Linked DNA regions of Mus musculus: all the other regions are linked to region 1. A link is a contact called in public promoter capture Hi-C data. All regions are on one chromosome and are shown on one strand. Each heading gives the region's core, a stretch centred on a gene start, on an enhancer-like site or on the middle of the called end of the contact. The rest is flanking DNA. Distances are from core to core; before and after follow the strand shown. Region 1 holds the start of Zfp507 (zinc finger protein 507). Region 2 holds the start of Wtip (WT1-interacting protein). Region 3 has its middle 9.6 kb from the start of Gm36830. Region 4 has its middle 20 kb from the start of Gm38995. Region 5 has its middle 39 kb from the start of Gm38439.

Region 1 (4,880 bases), core at 173-2,672:
TGGCCACGCCCACCCATTGAATCCAGACCCAAGCTCGTGGCTCTGCCATTCCTGCTAGCCCCTACCTGCCGGCTTATTCTTGGGTTGAAAGCTGGGTGAGATTGCTTCTCTCAGTTTGTATTCATGGTATTAGCACAGGACCCAACAGGGTTTGTTACAGCAGAGCAGATACTTCACGGAAACAGATCCAAACGACAAACATGACGGCTCGCTCGGAGTTATTACCGCAAGCTCACCAAGTCAGACCTTACAACTCCTGAAAAATCTTTCAAGGACCGCAAGAAGGTTCAGTTGGTAAAAGAACTTTCTATCAAAGCTGCAACCCGAGTTCAACCCTTGGGACCTACACGGGAGAAAAAGTGAACCAACTCCAGAAAATTGTCCTCTGTCTTCCACACACGAATCAATAAATGCTTTTTTAAATTTTAAACATAAAAAAAAAAAAGAAAGTATTTTTGACCCAGAGCCAGCACTGCCTCTCATCAGACATACGGTTAGGACCTCTACATTTTTCAGCATACGATGCCTGAAAAAAATAATAGCTCCAATTAGAGCCTGGTATGGTGGAGACACATCTACTCTCCCAAGCTACCCTGGAGGGCTGAGGCAGGAGGTTCACAACTTCAAATGTCTGCCTGGGCTAACTACATAAGGAATTAGAAGCCAGGATGAGTTGTTTCAGGAAACTCAATAGCTCAGTGGAAGAGCATTTATCTAGGAGGTATGTGGTTCAATGGGTAAAGGTACTCGCTGCCAAGTCTGAAGGTTTGAGTTCAATATCAGAACCCATACCATGGAAGGAAAGAACAGACTCCTGAAAATTCTCCTCTGACCACAAGTCTCCACAAATAACAATAAATAAATACGTAGATAATATTTTGTGTGTGTGAATGGCTTACTTATCTGTATACCTGAGCACCATGTGTGTGTCTGGAGTCTGTGGAGGTCAGAAGAAGGCCAGAGCTTCTGAGTCCCTGGAAGTGGAGTTACACATGGTTGTGAGCCACTGTATGAGTGCTGGAAACCAAACCTGTGTCCTCTATAAGAGCAACCACGGAGCCATCGCTCCAACCCTCGCTCCAGCCATCACTCCAGCCATCGCTCCAGCCCTCGATAAACTTTAAAAAAAAAAAAAAAAAAAAAAGTCCAGCCAGATTCACAAGCACAAGGATGTAAAGAACGATGGGGTAAATGAGGGGATGAAGAATGCCCCAGCAGGTTGAGGCCACAGTGGATATCAACTGAGTTCTAGACCAACACCAGCTCTGACAGGACCTGGATGGCCACAGCATCTGCCCAGAGCCTTAAGGCCCTTTCTGCCAGAGGGCGTGGTCTGTGGTGGCTCCACCCCACCACAGCCCCGCCCACGCCGCGCGCCTCCAGGCTCACCTGACCGGCTCGCCGCTCACGTGATCTGTCTCGGCGCCGCCATCTTGGAGCCACGGCCGAGGAAGGGGCAAAAAGGGGGAAAGAGAGGGAAAGGAGTCGGGAGCGAGGCGGACGAGGGCGAGGGTACGGTGGGGTCCCGGCCGGCCAAAGGAGGCTCGCAGGAGCAGCAGCCCGCCGCCCGACCGCAGGTACCGCGCCCCGGGCCGCCCCTCCGCTTGAGCGCCGCCGGCCATGTGCGGCCTCGCTGGTGACGCCCGCTTCCTCCTCGCCGGTGACGCCCGCGGCACTGCCACGCACCCGAGCCTGAGCTCCAGGGCCCTGTGTGTACTGTCGTCCCTCTGTCGGGCCTGTGGAGACCCCGGGCCCGCCGTGCCGCTGGGGGTGGGGGTCCCGTTGCTCCCCAGGTCCCGCTGAAGCGCCTTTGCCTTCTGGAGACGTGAAAGCGCTTAGGCCAGCCAGGATGGAGCTTAAGTTTCTTTAATCCCCCGTCCTTTAAGCACTGCGTGGTGTAGGAAATGCCAGCGCAAACGAAAAATAGCAATCGTGGCCTCCCACACGTACACATCCTCTGGGATTGACTGATCTTTCCAGAGATCGCTGAGACCATTGGTGAAAGTGCCCACCTTTCCAGACCTGGGGCATCCCGATCGTTGTTTGGAGTCCGAGGCCTGGGTGATTAATTAGGTCCAGGCAGCCACCCCCACCAAAGGTTGCTGACAGTGGACAGGAATTTGCTTTCAGTCTACATGGCCCAAGGCAATTACTGGATTTACCCCCTTTTCTGTCTGAGTTTGTACTTTCTACTCTACTGGTCTGATTCTGTGTATGGATTGCTATATTGATTAAAAAGAGAAAGTTTGACCCTTCATTCCTTTACCATGGTAACTCTGGAAACTCGGAGGATGCCCTAGCGGTGTACTAATTTTACTTAACTGTAATCGCTAAGTTACTTTCTAAGGGAACCGAATAAGCCTACTTTAAAGCAACAATAGGAAAACAGTAGCCAAAAAAAAAAAGGAGGACCAGGGCAGGAAACTGCTTTGGAGAATATATAGGTCAAGCCACGTTGTCGCATCTTTTCATGGTACTCTTCTGCCCACTGTGTTTGACTAATTTACATAATCACCCCTTAGGCTGTAATTTCGGTTAAAGTTAGAATAGCAATATGTCATTTATTATTCCATATTGGTTAGAAAATTATGTCAGTAAAAGCAGTAGTTTGCTGAGTGAATTACTTACATGGAGGGGGAGGTTTAAAATATACAATTGTTAGAAGTTTTCCAGGCTGATTTGTTTTAGCTTCTGCAAAATCCTCTACTTGTTAAGTAAATTATGTAAATTTGCCTCACACAATTACATTGCATGAACAGCTTTCCGAAATTTCTTTTCAATGTTAAGTATTGGAAGTTTCTTCACTGCCGAAATAAGTTACTGTGTTTCGCCCGCCAATGGAGAGACGTGTTTGATGGTGTTTATTTCCTTCTTGGCCACAGCTGGATTGTGAATATCGATCCAGGAGACTATCTGTTTCAGAAATTGATTGGAAAGACACTGGCTCTGCCACTAACAGCCATGTAACCTTGGGTAAGTCACTTACATCTCACTGAGATGCCTTATTTATAAACCGCCACCACTGTGACTGGACCCACAGAACTCTGAGCAAACGAAGCTGTTTGCTGCTGCCTAGCATCCATCCGGTGCTGTTACTTGATCATGCTCACCTTGAGCATGGAAAGGGAAATCGGTATACTAGGGAAAGCGTGGTTTGAGTTCTGAAGCCAGGCACTGTTTCACGTCTGTGAGCCTCAGAGGTGTTCCTTGACACTTTGTGTCCAAAGAAGGGCTTGGCCACCAGGAATTACAGGAATATTACAGGAAATGGACGCAGGCCTAATTCTGGGTTTGCAGCTCCAGGACAGGTGGTCTTCAGCGCTATGTTTGGCATGTGTGTTTCATAAATTACAATGAAGCTGAACACTACTTGATGTTAGCTACGACTGTGTTTTAATTGTAGCTGCAAAGTCAAAATATTGTCCCAGGCTAGGTGCAGGTAAGACACTCTATACTATGAAACCAGTATACTTCTGTATTTATACTCCAGTTTTTCTCTCAGTTGCTATTATTACATTGAGCTGAGAAGATTTTAAATAAATTGTAACTGACCTTTGTAAGATGTGAAGTAAAACTAGCTTTTAGGTTACTTTTAATAGGCAGTTTGTGATTCCATCTCTAAAAGTTCATCCAGCTTTCCCCTCACATTTCACACCAGAAGAAGCTAAAACAAAGAGTGACTCGCCTGGATCATGCAGCCAGGGCACTTCAGAGAACAGAGGAACCCTACCTTCTTTTGGCTAAAACAGATGTCTGAAAGAGTGTGAAATTCATTGGCCATCGCTTCTGTTGTTTTGGTGTGGGGTTTTGTTTGTTTATTTACTTAGTTGGAAAAACGAAATGCATACTCTAAAAGAAGATTTCTTTATATCGTCTTTCTCTCTTTGTATATACCCAGAAAATTAGAGCCTTTCTTCAAGCCCACATGAATCATTTCGCTCAGTTCTACATGTAGCCATACTGCTATAACTAAAAGGAACTAATTACATACACAAATACACCAAATAGCAAATTACAAGAAAATAAAGACAACTGAATTTGTTCACTTTTCTTGGGAAAGACATTAATTACAAGCTTTTCCCTGTGGATGACTGTTGTCAGGGACTCGGTATGAAAGACTGTAGAACACTGCTGGTTTAGGAGAGTACCTAATTCACTTGTTCTGACTGGGTCTTCTGATCTAGTGGTTACAAAAAAGCTATCTCCCTCGTGGCTAACATTTCTAGGCTTGTGTCTTGGTGAACCTTGCAGTGCAGTGATTTTTATCTGTTCACTACCTTAGAGAGCATGCTAATTCCTATTGTAAGATGTTCGTGTTAGAGTTTTAGAGTAGGCTTTCTCATTTCTCAACCTTTCTTGTCACTCTTAGCCTTGCATTTACAGCAGAGAAGCAAATAGCTCTCAAATCAGGATAACTGAAGGAGGTTATATTTACAAAGATAATATTACCAGGTATTGGCCTTCTATTCGCAGGCCACAGAGTGATGGTGTTAGTGGGAGAAGCAGCATCAGGAGAACAGAAGTGCCAAAGCCAGAAATAGATTTGTAGAGAGCAGCCATCCAGGAAGAACTGACCTGTTAAGAAGCAACCAATCCGGGGCTGGTGAGTTGGCTCAGTGGTTAAGAGCACCGACTGCTCTTCCGAAGGTCCTGAGTTCAAATCCCAGCATCCACATGGGGCGGGGGAAAAAAAAACTAAAGAACAAAAAGCAACCAATCCAGGGTGACCTAGAAGCAGAAACCAGGACATTGACTGCCCTGTTCCTTCTCACCTGTGTTCCTCTCCATTTGCAGTGCCCTGCCAGAGGACTAGGAAGCAGAGTCCCATAGAGAGAAGGCCACAAGGGGCCCAGAGAGCACAGGTGGTGATGTCTCCACAC
Region 2 (4,755 bases), core at 1,622-4,121, 1.7 Mb after region 1:
AGGCGAATTTCTGAGTTCGAGGCCAGCCTGGCCTACAGAGTGAGCTCCAGGACAGCCAAGGCTACACAGAGAAACCCTGTCTCGAACAACCAATATATATTTAAAAGCAGTACTTTTAACTGCTGAGCCAGCTCTCCAACCCCATAAAATAACTTCTGTTCTTATGAAGACACATCAAAGGGAGGAGACGGAGAAGACGTAAACTAGTAGAAACTATTTGTAAAAAATGGTATACTGGTAGTGAAAATATGTAACAAACTCTTATAAGTCATTAGAATAAAATAATTACTGTAGGTGTGAGTCACCGTGACGCACTTGGTTTCTGTAAATAATGTGTACACTCTCACACTAGCTCATTTGTGGTACTGAGGGGTCCAACTAGGCTTTCACATCTATCTGTCATATCTATCTATCTATCTATCTATCTATCTATCTATCTATCTATCTATCTATCTATCTGGTGTGACCAGATGATGACTACAACTTTTAGTGGAGGGGTTCTCCTATCTTATGAGTCCCACAGATGGAACTGCGGTCATCAGGTTTGGTGGCAAGTGCCTTTTCCCCAAACCATCTCCCTGACCCCCAGCTCCTTTTATGATTTTTTTTTTTTTTTTGAGATAGAGTCCCACTACATTGATCAGACTGACTTGGAATTTGTTCTGGAGCTCAGGCAAGCCTTGAATGTGTGTTCCTTTTGCTTCAGTCTTCCAGCTGGCCTCCGTTTCTCCAGTGCTAGGACGTGAAGCATGCAGATTCATCAGTAAACAACGGATGCCATTTCATAGAAGTTGCGTCTTCTACTATCCCATATTTGGTCATTTTAGGTTGCTTTACTTTTAGGTTTTCTTATTTCTAGAGAAATGGATTTTAGTTGACCCTGGACACTAATGTATCATTTGAATTCTGAAGGTTCTAACTGTGAAAGCTGGACTGAAACATTTACTTGTTTTTATTGGGAGGTGGTGGCAGTTCTTGCTATGCAGCCCAGGCTGGCTTCAAAAGTGATCCTCCTGCTTCAGCCTCCTGATTATAGCCTGGGACAATCATAACCTAGAATAGATGTTTTGAAAGAAATTTCTGCTTATAATTTTATGGTAGTTCAGTAATCTGTGTGTGCACGTTCACATGTGGATGTGCTTGTATACACACAGTGTGTGTATATGGAAGTCTGAGAAGAACTTTGCAGTCTACTCCTGGTGTGTGTGGGTCCAGGGAATGTAATGTGGGTGGTCAGGCATATCAACCAGCCCTGATTTGTGTGTATGTGGCGGCGGTCAGAAGACAACTTTAAGGACCTGGTTCTCTCCTTCTACTGTGGGTTCTGAGGATTGAACTAAATAAGGCATTAGGTATATGTATACAAGTGGTTTTTACCTTCTGGAGGCTTTTCACTGGCCCCCAACATTTTCACTTTTAAATGGCTGATAAATGTGATCAGTGAAATGGGATCACCGGTCAAATGGTTTCTCCTTTCTCATTGGACCATGAGGTGGCTCTCCTGACTGGACATTTGTTCCTCAAATACTTGCTTCCACACCTTGTGTGCATAAGGCAGAGCTGGAATTCCTTAGGTCCTAGGAGGTGCATGTGTGTGTGGGGAGGTTGGAGGGCGGGTTGGGGGGGATGGGCCAGACACTACAGTTTCCCTTCCATCTGGGAAGCAGGTGTCCCAGCTGGCTCTTTGCACAGTGAAGGCCAGGCTTCTGTGCATCTGGGTAGGTCAGTCTGCTGCCAACAAGCTCCCTTCCCCTGGTACTGGGGCATGTTACCATCCCCCTCTGAGAAAAGGGAGTCTGGAAGTGAAGGGCTTTCCTTTAAAACTGTTTTCCTGATTACTGGGACACAACACATGAGGTTTGGTTTTCTTTCCCATGACAGCTCTTGCAGGGTAAGACAGATTTTTGTTTGTTTGTGGGTTTGGGGTAAGATACAATATGGGAGTCTCACGTTCAGCCTGCTTCCTTCTACCAGGGTAACTAACACGGAGAAAAGGAAACAACTGGATTTTCCAAGGCCTAGTGGATACTGGTTCTAAATTGACAATAATTCTGAGAGTCCCCTCACATCGGAAAAAACAAACAAACAAACAAACAAACAAACAAAAAACCCTTAGACTCATTATGGCTCTCCAATTAAAGTAGGGATGCCAGTTGATAAACAGGCTTGTTTTGCTTGCTTGTACATCATGCACGACGTTCATGCCTAGCAGTGGAAGAGGTGGTCAGATTTCTTCGAACTGGAGTTAAGGAGAGTTGTGAACCATCGTGTGGATGCTGAGAACTGAATTTGGGTCCCCTGCAAGAGCAACAAACTCTCCTAACCTCTGAGCCATGGCTCCAGCCTAAAAGAATTTTGGTGGAAGTCACACTTACAATGGGTCCCGGAACTCATCCCGTGATTCTTTTCTAAGTCCCAGAATGTGTAATTGGGACGGTTATACCTAGACTTTGCTAGAATCCTTACACTGTGTTTTGAAACTGCCAGAATTCCCACGTTGGTGTCACATCCATGTGGCACAAAGCAGGCAGCATCAGGCTGTGTTCCTTTAGCAGAGGGCCAGGGAGGAATATGGGGAGGGAGGATGTGGGCTCGGGGCTCAGCCTGGGGGTGGGGGGGGAATCTGGAATGTGCCCTGAGGCCTCGGGGTGGACCAGAGCCTGGGCCACCGCTGTCCCGCCCGCGTCCTCGCGAAGTCTGCGCACCCCTCGGCCGGGCCGTCGCCGCCCCCCCCCACATTCCAGAGGCCGCTGCGCAGTCTCCTTCCTCACATTCCTGACGGGGCAAAGGAGTCCCTCCGTCCCCCCGCCCCCTGCGCGCGGTCTCGAAGCGGAGGGGGCGCGGCCCCGAGCTGCGCGCGCATTCCTCCGCCGCGCGCCTCCGTTCCTCCCTCCCTCCCCGCCACGGCCCCGCGCGAGAGTGCGGCCCACGCCGAGCGACCGCGACCCGGGCCCCGCCCCGCCCCGCGCCCAGGGGTCCCGGGGCGGGCTGCGGGCCGGCGGACGATGCGGCGGCGCTGCCGGAGCGGCGGCGGCGGGCGGCGGAGGCGGAGGTGACGCGCCGCGGCGGGCCGACGGCCATGCAGCGCTCGCGGACGGCCGCGGACGACGCGGCTCTGCTCCTGGCCGGGCTGGGCCTGCGCGAGTCGGAGCCGACCGCCGGCTCCCCAGGGCGCGTGCGGCGCGGGCCGAGGGCCGTGGACGAGGCGGCGCCAGCGTCGGGCCGCCGAGGCAAGGGTGGCTGCGGCGGCCCCGAGGCCGCGCCCGACGTCCCGAGCCGCCCCGAGCGAGGCCCGCGCGCCAGCCTCGCGGGCTCGGACGGCGGCAGCGCGCGCTCGAGCGGTATCAGCCTGGGCTATGACCAGCGCCACGGCCCCGGCCCCGGGCCGCCGTCGGGGGGCAGCGCGCGCTCCAGCGTGTCCAGCCTGGGTTCCCGTGGCTCAGCGGGCGCCTGTGCAGACCTGCTGCCGCCCGGCGTCGGCCCGGCGCCCGCCCGCTCTCCGGAGCCTGCCCAGTTCCCCTTCCCGTTGCCGTCGCTGCCGCTGCCCCCGGGCCGGGAGGGCGGCCCGAGTGCGGCCGAGCGGCGGCTGGAGGCGCTCACGCGGGAACTGGAGCGCGCGCTCGAGGCGCGCACGGCGCGAGACTACTTTGGTGAGCGTGCGCGGGCCAGGGTCTGGGTCGGGGGTCCCGGGGTTCTGGTAAGGGCTGTTCTCCAGCCACGGATGCGGAGATGCCCGGCGCTTCCTGACTTGAGGCGGGGGTGGGGTGGGGGTGGGTGAGGGGTGGGATCCAGACAAAATCAGGCTGATTGACAGCCTAACCTGTTTTCTGGACACTTAAAAAAATGATTATTTACTTAGAGACAAGGTTTCACTCTGTAGCTTAGACTGGCCTGTCTTCCTGCCCCCGACTCTGAAGTTCTAGGAGTAGAGACATATGGACTCTGCAAAAGATTCAGTTAGGTGTATATTGAAAGTACCTCGGGAGGTCAGAAGGTGTCAGATTCCTGGAACTGGAGTCTGGTTGTGAGCAGTATTGGGAACTGAGTCTTCTCCGTTGAGAAGTTGAGTCTTCTGCAAGAGCACCAAGCTCTTACTGCTGACCCATTCTTAAGCTCCTTTGCTGGGCATTCTTCTTCATCCCTAGTATTGCCCCTAATAAAGTTTGATGAAGAGCAGAACGGAAGCGTCTCCCCTTCCAACTGAGGCATGGATAGGGGCAGAAAGATGGGGTTCCCCGGGTACCCCTGAACCTGTGTGACTGAGACTTCAGTGCTGGTAGAGGCTGTAGGTGGAACTGTGTGAGGCTACAGGACCAAGGCAAGCATTCAAGGCTTCTCTGGGCTAGGTCTTATAAACAGGATATTTCCTACAAGAATACCGAGCTAGGGGGGTAGCTCTGTGATAGAGCACTTGCCTATCACTGCCCTAGGTTTGTTTTCCAGCAAGGCAAAGCAAATAAACAAAACCACAAACCAGCCTTACATCTGGTTACACATAGATAGAAAAAATACAAAGAAAAATACGCGTTCAGACGTCACCCTTTAGCTTGGCATGGTTGGTACAGACCTGTGATGCCAGCACTGGGGGTTCAGGAACAGTAGGATAGTTTAAAGCCAGCCTCGTCTACATGTAGTTCCCAAACAGTCAAGGCTACAAAGTCAGACTGTGCTTCAAAAAGTGGCAACAGAAAATAGACTTTATATCATTAAATACCAAAGAAAGGGACTCTGACTCATAACAGCCCTGGTAAAGAA
Region 3 (4,757 bases), core at 1,122-3,621, 1.3 Mb before region 1:
TAATCTGAGATATAATCATAATTGCATTTCTAAGCAAGCAACATTTGCTTGCATTGATGCACATGTATTACTTTCGGTCCCTTTCTGTATTCACCCTCTTTAGGCTTCTCAGAATCTTCATCTTTGATGTTGTCCCTGTGACCAGATGCACATGGTGGATATTCCCTTAGATGATACTGGATGATAATAACCTCTTAATTTTGCTAGTATTAGAATAGAATTATTCACCGTCCTGAGAGCTAGCTAGTTTTCTTTGTACAACTTGACACCATAATGACTTCACATGCCTCCCCCCCCAATATATGTTGTTTTGGGGGAAGAAATTGTTTATTTATTGAATCATTTCTTTCTTTTGTCTTCGTGATCTTAGCTTACCTCTGTTCTCTTTGTTATCCTGGAGTTAGAGGAATGTGGGCACACACAACAGTTACCAATTGTATGCTGTGAACTTTTGTTTTTCTTTTTGTAGTTTCTCCTTGGTGATGTTTAGCAAACGATGAGCTTCCATCTTTTGAATTTTTATTTTTCCAATTTTTTTCCCACAGTGTCCTGTCACTATATGAGTCTGCCATTCTCTCCTGTCCATGTCTTAGCCCATCTTTGTTTTTTAATGTTGCTCATGTGAATACTTCATTTTTTTTACATTAATTAATTGTATTCACTTTACATCCTGATCGCAGCCTCTCCTCTTTCCTCTCCTCCCAGTCCCACCCTCACAACCCTACCCCTATTCTCCCTTCCTCTCCTTAAAGAAGGGTGGTTCCCCCACAACACCAACCTGCCCTGGCACATGAAGCCACAATGGGACTAGGAGCATCCTCTCTCACTGAGGCCAGACAAGACATCCCAGCTTGGGAAAAGAAATGTAAAGGCAGGCAGCAGAGTCAGAGGATTTGTTAGAGGATCAATATGAAGACCAAGCTGCACCATTGCTACAAAGGTGTAGGAGGCCTACATCCAGTCCATGCATGCTCTTTGGTTTATAGTTCAGTCTCCGTGAGCCCCATGGGCCCAGGTTAGTTGACTCTGTAGGTCTTCATGTGGTGTGCTTGACCTCTCTGGCTCCCTCAGTCCTTTCACCAACTCTTCCTCAAAACTCCCCAAGCTCTGCCTAATGTTCAGCTGTGGGTCTCTGCATGTGTTTCCATCAGCATTGGGTGAGGCTTCTCAGGACACAGTTATGCTAGGCTTCTGTCTGCAAGCATAGCTGAGTATCATTGATAGTGTTAGGGTTTGGCTCTCTCACATGGGATGGATCTCAAGTTGAGCCAGTCATTGGTTGGCTGTTCCCTCAATCTCTGCTCTATCTTTATCCCTGCACATCTTGTAGGCAGGGCAAAGTTCTGGTTGGAGGTTTTGTGGGTGGGCTGTTGTCCCCCTCCCTCCACTGGAAGTCACACCTGGCTACAAAAGGAAGAAAACTGGTATTCAGTGTTTCCTTTTATCCATGGCAAACAAGTTCCATAGCCTCCAATGGACACCAGAAATCACTCAGAATATCAAACTACACATACATACATACCTACATACATACCTACATACATACCTACATACCTACATACATACATACATACATACATACATACATACATACATACATATTCAAACTAAACTTTAATTCATAAATAGAGGCAAAGTGAGAAATTAACAACTGGGGATGGCTGTGTAGAGATAAATGGCTTATGGTTTAAAATCATTGGCTGCTTTTACGTAGGACCTGGATTTGATTCTCAGCATCCATATAGCAGCTTCCAACTGTCCGTTAACTCCAGTATCAGGGACTCGGACTCCTTCTGCTGGTTTCTGCAGGTACTGCACAGACATGCATGCACAGCCAAGTGATGATGATGACGATAAAAACTTTATAAAACAAGCTAAAGACTATAATTCACAGTAAAATAGAACACTTGTAGAACTATGCTACTACAATAAAATCCATGTGAAACTATTGAGCATGAAACCTCAGAATAGGGGGAATTACTGTGTACGTGTAAGTAGACATGGCATCCTCTGGTAGCACTTTTAGATCAAAGTCCAGCGATACATGTCAGCCATGATGGAGCTCAAGAGGAAGAGGAAAGGAAACATTGTCAAGCCCGTGATTCAACCCAGCTGTCCTCCCAGGGCAGGAAGGGCTAGGGTGCTGGAAAAGGTCCAAAGGATCGTTCAGCTTTCTGCCAGGAGCCTCATCCGAAGTATGGCTCCCGTAGGTTCTGAAAGGATAGACTAATTCTTGAAAAACCCTTAGTTCCAAGAGCCTGAGCCTCTCACCCTTCCATCAAGTGCTGGCCGATTTCTGAAGATCTCTGCAGTTCTTGAAATTTCAATAGAGAAACCCAGATACCGGGATTAGGAAATAATTAAACCTGCAGAACTCCATTGTTTACCTTAAAGGTCACTCCAGGAAGAGTCAACCTCAGCTCTCTTGGGTAGGAGATCAGACCGTAGTCTGGAAAGCAGAAGGCAGGGGCTGTCGTTTGCATAGGTTCCTCAAGAATACCTCCATGTCAAACTTGAGATTCTGCTTTGGGATGGAGACTTGTTATCCAGCCCAGTATATTGCAGATGGAAAGTGGGCTCACGTCAGACCCTGATCTGCCTTCCAGTCTTTGTTCTGGTTGATTGCAAATCGCTCTAGTTCTCTGAGAGAATGTAAGATGTGGCCAAACTCTTTTCTATTATAAGGCTACTAAAGGAGACAAAAAGCATCCTCAGAGGAAATCAACAGAGGAAGAGATGGGAAGAGCTTTATATTAGTTAGCTTTGCATCATTATGACCCCAAAACATCTGGCATAAACCTCATAATGGACAAATTATTCATGGTACTCATAGACTTAGAGGGTTCCGCCCATAGTGACTTGGTTCCTCGTGTTTGTAGAGAACCTCTTGATGGTGAAATTGTGAATCAAAATGACTCCTTCATCTCATGGTCAATAGGAAGTAGAGACTGTGACAGGAAGGGGCCAGGGATAGTATGTCCTCAAGGATATACCACCAATGACTTACATTCTTCAACTGGGTGTAAACCAATAACATTTCTAGAAGAATCCAATAGTACAACCAACTGGAGACCCAAGCCTATGTTCCCATTTCATACAAAGTCATAATAAACCCATGAGCATCAGAGAGAGAGAGAGAGAGAGAGAGAGAGAGAGAGAGAGAGAGAGAGAGAGAGAGAGAGAGAGAGAGAGAGAGAGAAGTAAGTGTAGTGGTCTTCATGGCCTTTTCTCCTAAAGCTCTTACCCAAGGGGTGACCTCAGTTGCAGATCCTCCCTCCATGCTTCCAAGAGAATTGCCCAACCTTTAAAGAGGAGAAATAGTGAACCACAGTGAGTTGCTTCCCTTGGAGAGCCTCACATGGAACTCTTAAATGCCAATCAATACCTCTTCACTGATTTTTCACAAAAAGATGACCCTGTTCACAGACTTCAGAAAAGCTTTTGTTTTTCTATTTTCCAATTCTGGAAATTGAACCCAGGGCCCTATACATGCTAGATAATCCCCTACCACTAAGCCACACCCCTGCCCCCGTTTTACCTTTTATTTAGGGATATAGTATCTCCCTAAATCACTCAGACTGACAGCTAGATGTCTAAGTAGCCAGGCTGAACTCAACTTTCTATTTTCATGCCTCAACCTCGAGAGTAGCAGAGATTACAGGTGGGTGTCATAAAGATGCTTCTGAAAACTCAGTTTGATTGTGTCTTATGACAACATACGGAGCAAAACATCCCGTGCCAAGTCACTGGGTGGTGTGATTGTGTAGCTGTATGATCAATATGAAAGAGTTAGAGTGGTCGCACAGCTTTGCCAATGTTTAATATTATCATTCTTTGCTATGTTGTCCAACCATCTATCCATCTGTCTGTCTGTCCGTCCATCCATCCATCCATCCATCCATCCATCCATCCATCCATCCATCTATCCATTCATTCACTTACTCATTTATTTACTTTTGTGAAACAGAAGCTTTCCCTGTCACCCAGGCTGGCTTTGAACTCTCAACCCTCCTCAGTGTCAGCTCTTCTGCTGGGTGGACTGTGATGTCTAATTCTGGCTTGTGTTCACACTTCTTGAGATGTCTCCTGATCTCAAATCCCTTCTCATACATTTTTTTCTTGAATTATCTTGACTTAAGTAGATTTGATGTATTATTTTACCCATCCTGTAGATATTTATATGTTTGTCTTTGGTTTACTTTAGCAGTGTTTCAATCAGAAGGGATTTTTAGCTTTTATAACATTCAATTAATCATATTTTTTTACTCTTTTATTTATTTTTATTTTTTTATGTGCATTGGTGTTTTGCCTGCATGGATGTCTGTGTGGGGAAGTTGAGTCACTTTGAGCTGGACTTACAGACAATTGTGAGCTGCCATGAGGGTGCTGGGAACTGAAATTGAGTCCTCTGGAAGAGCAAATGGTGGTACTCTTAACTGCTGGGTCACCTCTCCAGCCCCACACTTTTTACTCTTATGGTATAATTACCCTTTGTGAAATTTCTTGTAAATAATTTTTGCCTAAGGTACAAAACTTTTCTAATTTTCCTTTAGCAGTGTCATGGTTTTACATCTATTTTGTTTACTTGGGGTGGGGGTGGGGGGCGGATAAGAGTAGGTGGTGTGTAACAAAGTCTGTGTGTTGATGTCAGAGGACAAGTTTCGAGAATCAGTTCTCTCCTCCCAGCACGTGAAGTCTGAGGATTGATCCTAAGCCATAAGCCTTGGCCACAAACTCTTTTACCCACTGGGCCAGTT
Region 4 (5,016 bases), core at 815-3,314, 1.4 Mb before region 1:
GGAGCAGAAGACACCAACCATTCCTGCTCATCACACAACTTGCACGTAGCTCCTTGCTCCTGCTGGGAGCCAACAGCGTCTTGCCTTTATAAGATAGGGTTGAGCTTGTCTGTCTCTGAGGACTTCAGTCACCTCTGTTGCAGCCTAGTGCTTAATCCTCTAAGATAGTGGAAGTCTTCAGTGCTCCTTGCTACATCTTCATTCAAAACCTCTAGGTAAAGAGCTTTCTGGGGAAGGACAGGTGCCTGCCACCACACAATGGCCATTGCCGACCATGTACTGCATCCTGAGTAGTTGCCAATGTGAATAAGGCTAATACCTGGTTCTTGTGGCACCCAATTCAGCAAAAAAGATAAGAACAGGATTATGAGAGAGCACAATGCAGGTACATGGGTCATAGCAAGAATGGATAGTGTGCCTCAGCCTGGAGCTGATCCTGGGCTGGTTGGATTTTTTTTTTTTTTTTTTGTCAACTTGATGTAAGCCTAGACTTATCTGGGAAGAGAGAATCTCAATTGAGAAAATGCTTCCATCATAATGACCTATAGGCAAGTCTCCATTAATGATTGGTATGGGTGGGCACAGATCACTGGGAGTGGTACCAACCCTGGGCAGGTGGGCCTGTGTCACACAAGAAAGCAAGCCAGTAAGCAGCACTCCTCCATGGTTCCTGCCTTTGTCCCTGCCTCCAATTTCCTGTTTTGAGCCCCTGCCCTGACTTCCCTCCTTGATGGACTATGATCAGGATGTGTGAGCCTAAGAAACACTTTCTTCCCCAAGTTGTTTTTTGTTTTGTTGTTGTTGTTGTTGTTTTGTTTTGTTTTAAATCACAGCAACTGAACCAGACTAGGATAGAAGAAATGAAAAGGAAGTAAAAAATGTTTCTCCCGGGCCCTGGTGATGATAACCAAGCAGGTACTTGCAAAGGTGGTGTCTGGTGACTGATAAAACATAAGAAAGCTACTAGGGGAAAGAGCTTGGCTTGTCAGGTGTTAGATCTCATACAATGTACTCTTTCTGACTCTGGCAGTGATGGATCCAAGAGCAGGTGACACCCTCAGGAGGTTATCTTCGTGGGCCATTTGAAAAGCAACATCTTTACCAGGTTATCTCTGAGCTACTTCAGAAGCCTTTAGAAGACTCTACCCTTCCCAGTTGCTTTGCCCTGTCCCAACAGGCTCTGTAATCCCAACGCCAAAGCAGACAGGTCTTCTAGAAGCCAGCTGCACCAGCAAGCACTCCGTCTGGCCCTGCTTTTATGATGCTATAGATGGTAGGAATCCTTACTGAACTGTATCTCCCCACTCCCTGGCTCCATCAACTCTCAGGCAGCCATATTTAGGAGGGAGTCACAGGGACAGGGGGGCGTGCGTGTGTGTGCAAGCCAATATTCCCCTGTCTAATTTATATTTTACATTCCTGTAAAATCATGCTTAGGGTATTTTGGTAATCTCTGCTGAGATTAAGTATAATGCTGTACATTTAATTGATATAAGTGGTTTCAATTCTCTTTAATATGACAAATCTCCAGTGTGAAATATTCTTAGTTAATGATCAACATAAAATAGAGTTCATTTTTAATATGAGTACAAGATTTGAATTAATTTGTAGCTAGAGCAGGGGTTATTAAATTGTGTGTTCACACAAGTGCGCAGTTACACATGTGGCCATACATGTGGGGGACATGTGTGGTCATACATGAGGATTGGCACATTCATATGTACTCTGTATAAAAACACAAGGGGTGTGTTTCTTCTGGGCTGAGTCCAGTCTCCACCCTTCCTCTGTCCTCTGTCTTCTGGAAAGGTATCTTAGCATCCCATATGTCAAGAGCTGCCCACGCCCTTTCTGCCGATTCTTAGTCTATGGTGTAAACGGGGTTGCCTGGTGTCCTGGGTTGCTGGGCCTGAGTCCAGGAACAGGGTAGGTGACATATCAAAGCTGGACAGATGCTGTAAAAATTATGCCAAGGTCATCTGTTCCTCCCTACTTGGAGTCTGGCAGGCAGCAATTACTGGCTTGAAAATTAGCATATTGCCGTACATTATCAAAACCATATGATAGCTGACGTCATCCAGAGAGTTCCATGAGAGACTCAGAGTTTAAAGAAGTTCCTCCCAGTCCTGTCCAGGAGACTGCCTCCCAGTGCTGCCAATCAAAGCCAAGGCTGTTTGGTGCATGCCCTTGCTTCTGACATACACTGGCCTAGACAAAGGAGTATATTTCCCTAGGACATCTGAGGTAGCAAGAATTCGTGGGACACTGGAGCCTAGGTCTGTGTCAGTCACCTTCACCCATCTCAAGGAGGACACCGAAATCCAGCCACTGCCTCAACTACTTTTCAGCAGCAGCTGAGTAGCAATCTTACAACTGTTAAAGAGAAAGTGGAGTGGGGGTGCGGGGTGGGGGCACGGAATGGGGGCCCGGGGAAGGGATGCAGGGTGGAGTCCCGGGGAGGGAGTATACAGAGTAGGGGGCGCAGGGTGCAGGGTGCATTGGGGATAACTGTCAAAGAGAATTTGAATATGTTATAAACCATGTGTGGACTGGAGGCAGTGACATGCAGCAGCTATCTGTTCTGACTGGACTTTTGCTTCCCTTTGCAGCTGAGACACATGGCGAAAGCACCTTCAAGCTCTTTGTGATTCGAACCATTTTAGAAAAGCAGTCCCTCTTACAAGACTTCAAGTTAGCAGTTGCCTCCTTAACAATGATGGGATTCGAATCCCACTAACAAAGAAGCCCCCCCGCCCCTCCTGGAGACCAGGTTGGGGTACAGGAGACTGTGCACAGTCAAGTTCAATTTCTATTGGTTTATATGGCTGCAGAAAGAATCTTTAATCACATATACAATATTATTGGCAACGCTGTGCAATAAGAGGGCCGAATGCTTCGGTTTTTTAGATTTCCTTTTATATATCAAAATTGCTTTTCTTTCAAATTAGTGCATCCTATACATTTTCTTAAAAGAAAATTACTTATAGCTTCACTTCCCCCACTACCCTTTTGTTAGCTTACCATTCTTTTTAAAATCACCAGCTCACTGGGGGCTGCAGCCTTTCAAATGCTTTGCATACGGAATGAAAAGCTTGGGTGTATTCTGCTGTAATTTTTAAGAATGGCATAATTTTAATTAGAAATGTATAGATGGATAAAAATAATGCAGCTTCACGTTACTAATTAGGTATTTTATTACTCGTGGATTTAAAGAAGAAGTGAGCTGGCTTTTAACAAGGCACTGGGGAGCCAGACAGGAGCTTCTACAAGGCTCCCCAAGAAAAACCAGGTGCTGCAGGACCCACCTGGTCCTGACTGAGGTATACTGGGGTGCTCTCTGGTAGGAAAGATTGGAGTTGAGAGAGAGAGAGAAAAAAAACCAAAACCAAAACAAAAGGAACACAAAAAAACGTTCCCAGCATGAAAAATGCAGAGACATCAGCCAAGAGCTGGGAAGTCTTTGAAATCTAGTATCAAGCAGCAAATACAGCAAACCCAGCCTTCCGTCTTAAGAGTCTCACCCCTCCACGAAGCAAGAATCCCAATAATGCCAGCCAAATGGAAGCTTTGTTTTTTCTTCCTCCTTAGCATTTCCAGATAAATAAATCCATAGCAAACTGTGTGGCACCTGCTGCATATTTCAAAAGTTCATCTTTTGGGCTTTAAGCAGAGATGCCTGTGATATGGGATGGCTGCCTTTAGGAAGTCAATCATCTTTGGCTTTTGTTTGGGTAAGATGGCTTCCTCCAATTTGCTACAGAGGTGCAAAGCCCTGGCAGGGCTCCCCGACCCAGGATGCCTGAGGTGAAGCCAGTGTAATGTGTTGTGGCTGTAGCATTTGAGGGGTGCTTTTGATTGTTGTAACCCAAAGCTGTGGGCACAGGGTTTCCTCTGAGATGATGGTATGTTCTTTACTCTTGACCTTTGGAGCCAGGGAACTCATGGAGAACAAAGTGGATTTGATAAAGTACATCCACATGCTTGACACACAGAGCACACTGTTTAGATAAAAGAAGAGCTGATCTGGTCCTTTAGCCTGTAGTCTGCAAGGTCTGAGCATGGTCTCACCTGTAAGGACAGAGACTGCTTCTTACTTGCCCGTGTCATCCATTTTATAGAGCTCAACGTTGAGTCTTCATAAGATACACTGTTGGATGATGAGTCCAAGTATGTCTCATCTCCTTGCTACTAACCCAGGACTTCATTAATTCTGTGCACCTAAGATGAGACATGCTTAAAGGAATTATGGGGTTAATGGAGACACTTCCAATATGTGAAACTTCTGCAGAGTAATGTCTTCCAAGAGAACAGAGTGGCTTCCCCCATTAGGGATGGTTTGAGGCCAGGAACCTCCAGGCTGTCACATCTAATTTTGCAGCCTACTAATCAGCACAGAACCCAGCAGCATCCTGAGTCTGAGAAGCTAGCATCTGTTCTCAGCCCTGCCTTTGGAGCAGGAACATTGCCAAAGGCTCTAGAGAACTGCTTAGCTGGGTATAAAAGATGTTGTCAATAGGCCAAAGAAGTCCTGCTTGGGTTTGAATGAAGTATTTCTTTAAGTGGGGCAGAAAAAAATTAATTGAATTACATCCCCCATAATAATAATAAGCTTCTAGATTCTTTGAGAAAATGTAAATGAGTTGTATCTGGTTAGAAGTATAAGTAGATATCTATTACTGTAGTTTCTACCACCTACAACAAATGCATGACCCCAGATCCATCTCAGGTGGTAGTTTTTTAAAGCTTTCTTTCTTTTCTTTTTCTCTTTCTTTCTTTCTTTCTTTCTTTCTTTCTTTCTTTCTTTCTTTCTTTCTTTCTTTTCTTCTTCTTTTTTGAAATTATGTAAGGTAGATTAAAGTTATTTCTAGGAACTTGGCATTTAACCTATATTGTCAATATTTTTAAATTTTATTTTATGAGTATAGATGTTTTGCCTGCATGTATATCTGTGTACCCTGTGTGTGCAGTGCCCATAGAGGACTGAAGAGGAAATGATATGCTTGTAATAATTCTAGTTAG
Region 5 (4,830 bases), core at 272-2,771, 1.5 Mb before region 1:
TGTTGCAAAATTACATTTTGATGAGTTCAGTGCAAATGAACCAGAAACATATGGATTCAATTTCCCTCGGAATCCACATGGGTTTAAAAACCAAAGGGGGTGGGGGAGGATGTATTTGAGGAAGAACATTTTAGGTCTCAGCAAATGCCCCACATTTGTAAACAGCAGTTTGAGGTCTGTGCTGATTGCATCCCGGGCTGGTTTCCTCTCCCTAATAATAGAATAGACAGGATGCTGTGCAGGGTACCAGGGGTGTGAGGATACCCCAACAATTCCACTCCTTCTCTTGTCTCAGCTCCATGTCTGAGGTGGTACCCAGATATCCCGCTGAGGTTTTGACCCCACACTTCCACATTTCTGCTTCTGCAAAGATAAAATGTCGCAGGGGGCATCATGTGACCATCAAGTGCCAGGAAGGACCCACACTGAGGAAGCTTGAAGTTTAGGATGTGAAGTACAAGGCTGCTTAACTTAGGGTAGAGACGAGAATGTGAATCTGAGGCTTTTGAATGAAAGGCCAGGGATGTTCTCTTCATCAGAAATGCCCTCCCCCACCCCCAAACTCCTTTCAGACAGGGATCAAGAGGCATCTATGCCCACCTGGAAGTGTGGTTCCAAAGGACACTGGGGCAGGACCCAGTGCAATGCTCATGAGAGGCTCAGAGATGTTCTAGAAAGTTCCAGATAGTTCCTTAGGTGAAAAAATAGAGAGAAAGAGAGGAAAGACGAACCTGTGAAAGCCCTATCTCTCATCTCCCACTCAGAGCAACCCAACTCCCTCTGTTATTACTGACCGTAAAGGTGAGATTTTTGACTGCTGAATGAATGGTTCATGGTTAAAGTTTAAAAATGATAGGAAACTTGGGCAGGGGCGGGGCTTCCCATCCCTACCGAGTCAATCCAGTTTTACAGATGTCCAGATGATGCTACGAGCTGCTGTGGGTTTCTTGTTTTCTCTTTGCAGTATGGGTTTGCATAGCTGCTAGCTACCAAGACACCAGAGCTGAGAATAAACAAACCCACCCATCTGACCATTTAGGTCACTTCTCTGCTCAAACCTGGTACTACCAGGCAGTTAGCAGAAAACTAAGATTCAAAGTCACTTGGAGGAGTCACCTTGGGAAAACGACTGTGTGAGGTAATGAGATGGCAACAAATTCTGGGCACCGGAGAATTTTGGCTCCTTACACCAATATGCTAATCAACGGGGTGGTCCAAAACAAGCCTGCAGTATGGTCCAGAGCTTTGGAGGTAATGCTTCTGAACGCCTTAGGCAGAACTCCTGGCTTTTGCCGAAGGGAAAGGGAAAGAGCCTTCTTGGCTCCTAGGTAGCAGAGGGAGCCATGAGTCTGCACTGTCTTGGCTTCCCTGGGGAGAAAGCTGCCTGGGCCCGCCTAGGTACATCCTGAGAAGCGTGCAGCCAAACCAGATCCCCCATCTGATTGCTATTAGGCTCTGTGACTTTCTTTATTGGCAAACAGTCTGTCAGCAGCTTCTCCTTGCAGAGCGGCCCAGATGTGCTTACAAAGAGTTCCACACTCAGCCCCACGCGCACCACCACTTTGCCAGACTGCATCCTGGCCCAGGAGTCCAGCGGCAGACAGAGCAAAGCCTAGTCTGGAGCCAGGGGAAGTAGAGTGACCCTGCATGTGCCGGTCCATCCGTTTAAGGTGCAGAGCACGCCCCTGGTGCGGTGGGGACCAGCTGGCCCTGGGCACAGTTTGAGGTGATGCAGACGAGACACCACTCTGGACTCTTGTGTTCTTTGACCCTCCATCCTGAGGGAGGGTGCTTCTCGCTGGAACAATGGCAGGAAACATGACGGCGGTCGGCTGTGGTCCTTGACCTAGCTTATGATGCTATCCAGGTGGCCCCCCACCAGCTTGTCCCTCGAGATAGAGGACAGCATCAAGAACTTCGTCTATGTGAAAGGGTGATAGCTACAAAATTGGGCCTCAACATACCGTTGTCACAGGAAGGCTAAATGCTTGAAGCAAACAGAACCATGCAAAATGAAGCTCCCATCCCAGTTTTCTGGCATCCACAGACATCCGTGTGCATCACAGAATCCCAGGTCTCCTTTGGGAAACCTGTGGGATGAGCCATCCCCTCTTTTACATAGACTTTATAAGCCTTTCACCTGCCTCTGCTGCTTCTTGTATCCAAGGGTATAGTTGGACCCACACCTATGTTTTCATCCCTGAGGAAGGCTCTCTAGAAAGAAGGGATAGGGTGAGGTTCAGGTAACTTTCCCTCTGTCACCTTCCTTCCCCCAACCTATACCTTAAAAGTCAAAGACAATTCCTTCTGATCCAGCAGGAGACAAAATGAGGCTGGAAAGGAGGCCAGTCTTTCAGAGTTTCTCAGACAACCTGCATCAAAGAAAGACTCAGCCAGGCCTGGGGGTCCAAGCCTAAACCCCAGCTACTTGGGAGGACAGCCATTTCAAGGCCTGCCAGGGCTACACAAGTGAGTTCTAGACCTGTGCAACTCAACAAGACTGTTTCAAAAGAACATGAGAAATATCACGGGGATGGGAGCACAGCTCTCTGGTAAAGTCCTTGCTTAGCACATGGGAGGGCCTGGGTTCATTCCTCAGTGTTGAAAACAAATTGTTCAAAGGCTGCACTGGTTGGAAAGCACCGCCATCTCTTGGGGCCCACTGCCCTCTCAGATCCTGCATGGTCTCTCTTCAAGCAGTTCTTATTCCAAGAATGCTTTGCTGTGTACAAGGCTGTCCTCTGCAATGTTTTGAATACTACAATGCCATTGTTCAGCTCCCTAGTTTGACTTGTCTAGGACAGTCATGTTAAATGAAGTTAGCGCAGTAGTTACTAATGGGCTAACCATAGAAACAGGATTCATTCTTGGCCCATGAGGCATAAGCCAACACGTTCTCAAACAGATTCCCTTCCTTTAAAAGGAGACATAAGAACGTGGCAACTCCCTATATCTTTCTTCTGTTTGATCTTATTTATTTGGTACTTTGAGGGTTAATTTTGATTGACAACTTTACTGGATTGAGAGACATCCAGGAAATTAGCAAAGCACCTTTGTGGTGTGGCCATGAGGGAAGAGGGAGGAACAGTTTATATCTGGCAGCACCATCCCCTAGGCTGGGCACCTTGATGGAATAAAATGGGGAGAAAGGGAACATGTAGATGGGTACTAGCATTCTGTCCTCTCTGCTTCCTGGCCTCCATCAAGCAGTCAGCTCTCCCTTACCATGGTGTTTACCATCATGTTCACCATAATGTTTCTGTCTCAGCACAGGGTCTAAAAGCATTGGGGTGGGGCCAGCTGACCTTGGAATGAAACCTCTGAATCCATGAACCCAAATAGTTATTTCCTCTCTTAAGTAATTTCATCAGTTATTTTGTCACTGAAACATAAAACTAACTGTGGGGCCAATATTGCACCAGGAAGAGCAAAAGCAGAGACCTTAAGTCAAGGGCTCTTTATGTTCTCAGAACTCAGATAGAAACAGTAAAGATTTAGACAATACTCATTTCTAGCTTTCCTGCTTCCTCTGACATTGATGCTATTGTTATTTACCTGGGTCAGAATTGGATTTAAATACCTGTATCAGGGGCTAGAGAGATGGCTCAGTACAAGAGCACTAAGTGCTCTTCCAGAGGACCTGAGTTCAATTCCCAGCCACCACATGGTAGTTCACAACCATCTGTAATGGGATCCGATGTCCTCTTCTCGTGTGTCTGATGAGAGTGACTGTGTACTCATATACATAAAATAAATAAATTACTTTTAAAAATTAAATAAATGCCTTTATCAGCGTGACAGACCAACAGGCAATTGCAGTATGGATCACTCTGTATAAACTCCTTGGAGGCCTCTGTGACCCAAATGGAGTAACTATGTGTGTCTCTTCCACCCAGTGGGGAACTCTGTGTCTAACCACATGCATTGTGTCTGACAGAAGCAAGTTAAAGGAGTAAAGATTTATTTTGGCTCACAGTCTCAGAGGAGTTTCAGGCCACAGTGGCAGGAGAATTCTGTGGCTGCTCATGTGGCTTAAGACCAGGAAGCAGAAAATGTGGGCCAAGATATATCTTTTATAGAGTTACTTTTTAGTGGCTTGCCTCTCTTGACCCTTCTCTACCAGCCAGGTCTTACCTCCTGAAGGCTCCACACCCTCCCTAAACAGCACCAGTAATCAGGGAAATATGTTGAAAACATGAGCCGATGGGAGACATTTCAGGTTCAAACCAAACACGCTTCATGTGTCTTTCTTCCTTATCTCTGAGGAGCAATTGGCAATTAAAGCCAGAAAGAGCTTAACCCTCATTCAGTTGTAGCCGTAATGTTCAGAGGGAGGAGGAGACTTAGTGACTTGTTTAGTATACACAGAAAGCCCAGATCCAGAAGGAGTCCACAGACCTGTTGAAGCTTTACCGCCTTTCCTGTTGAGCCATTCTTGGCTGCTTTGCCCAGTTCTTCTCTATGCTACTTCCTTCAGCCCTGTCTCCTCTCTTTCTTCTCTGCCCAAGGTACATGGACCCCTCCATTTACTAGTGCATGCAGCAGCTTCACTAAGAATGTAAGCTGTGCACAGGGGACTGTGCTAGAGAAACATGTGGCATTTGTTAGAGCTATTCCTCGAGGGTCACTAGGATGTGTTACTAGGGTACTGAAGAGTGGTCACAGGGGTTGGACCCACAGATCGTGTTGGAGCATGGGAACTGACTCTGGCCCAGCTTCATGGGTCAGGTTTAACTGTGTTCCTTCCCACCCCATCCTGGTCCCTTCCCACTGGCTTGGAGGGACAGATGATTGCTGGGGAGTTGGTGTTTATCCATTCATTTTTGAACA

Evidence for each region. Promoter capture Hi-C pulls out the DNA fragments that hold promoters and counts their contacts. Capture Hi-C pulls out chosen DNA fragments and counts their contacts.
Region 2: a promoter capture Hi-C map of adipose tissue shows a contact between it and region 1, with 4 times the contacts expected there. The contact joins the promoter of Wtip here to the promoter of Zfp507 in region 1. A contact is called at or near these places in 2 of 39 promoter capture datasets (both in liver) and 1 of 9 other capture datasets (adipose tissue).
Region 3: a promoter capture Hi-C map of liver shows a contact between it and region 1, with 3 times the contacts expected there. The contact joins the enhancer-like site here to the promoter of Zfp507 in region 1. A contact is called at or near these places in 7 of 39 promoter capture datasets (the 3T3-L1 cell line, cranial neural crest, frontonasal cranial neural crest and 3 more).
Region 4: a promoter capture Hi-C map of maxillary cranial neural crest shows a contact between it and region 1, with 8 times the contacts expected there. The contact joins the enhancer-like site here to the promoter of Zfp507 in region 1. A contact is called at or near these places in 7 of 39 promoter capture datasets (cranial neural crest, frontonasal cranial neural crest, hippocampal neurons and 3 more) and 1 of 115 datasets of contacts at active chromatin or transcription factors (embryonic limb bud).
Region 5: a contact with region 1 is called in a promoter capture Hi-C map of cranial neural crest. The contact joins the enhancer-like site here to the promoter of Zfp507 in region 1. A contact is called at or near these places in 7 of 39 promoter capture datasets (cranial neural crest, embryonic stem cells, hippocampal neurons and 3 more) and 5 of 115 datasets of contacts at active chromatin or transcription factors (astrocytes, craniofacial prominence, embryonic forebrain and 2 more).

Annotation. Positions count from the first base shown.
Region 1 is chr7:35,799,531-35,804,410 of GRCm38.p6, reverse strand. It overlaps Zfp507 (zinc finger protein 507), which reads left to right and starts at 1,422. Exons shown (of 7, transcript NM_177739.3): 1 at 1,422-1,577; 2 at 2,883-2,973. E130304I02Rik (RIKEN cDNA E130304I02 gene) reads right to left here and starts at 1,819. Exons shown (of 3, transcript NR_033567.1): 1 at 1,390-1,819.
Region 2 is chr7:34,131,384-34,136,138 of GRCm38.p6, reverse strand. It overlaps Wtip (WT1-interacting protein), which reads left to right and starts at 2,871. Exons shown (of 8, transcript NM_207212.2): 1 at 2,871-3,650. The coding sequence starts at 3,080.
Region 3 is chr7:37,080,820-37,085,576 of GRCm38.p6, reverse strand. No RefSeq gene overlaps it. Among named protein-coding and RNA genes, the nearest start is that of Gm36830, 9.6 kb to the left of the region's middle. Within about 2 kb of position 2,371, at least 2 of the 459 cell types and tissues checked have an H3K27ac peak or open chromatin away from gene starts, as enhancers often do. A contact at or near this core is called in liver, where this site is marked.
Region 4 is chr7:37,223,714-37,228,729 of GRCm38.p6, reverse strand. No RefSeq gene overlaps it. Among named protein-coding and RNA genes, the nearest start is that of Gm38995, 20 kb to the right of the region's middle. Within about 2 kb of position 2,064, at least 10 of the 459 cell types and tissues checked have an H3K27ac peak or open chromatin away from gene starts, as enhancers often do.
Region 5 is chr7:37,251,267-37,256,096 of GRCm38.p6, reverse strand. No RefSeq gene overlaps it. Among named protein-coding and RNA genes, the nearest start is that of Gm38439, 39 kb to the left of the region's middle. Within about 2 kb of position 1,521, at least 26 of the 459 cell types and tissues checked have an H3K27ac peak or open chromatin away from gene starts, as enhancers often do.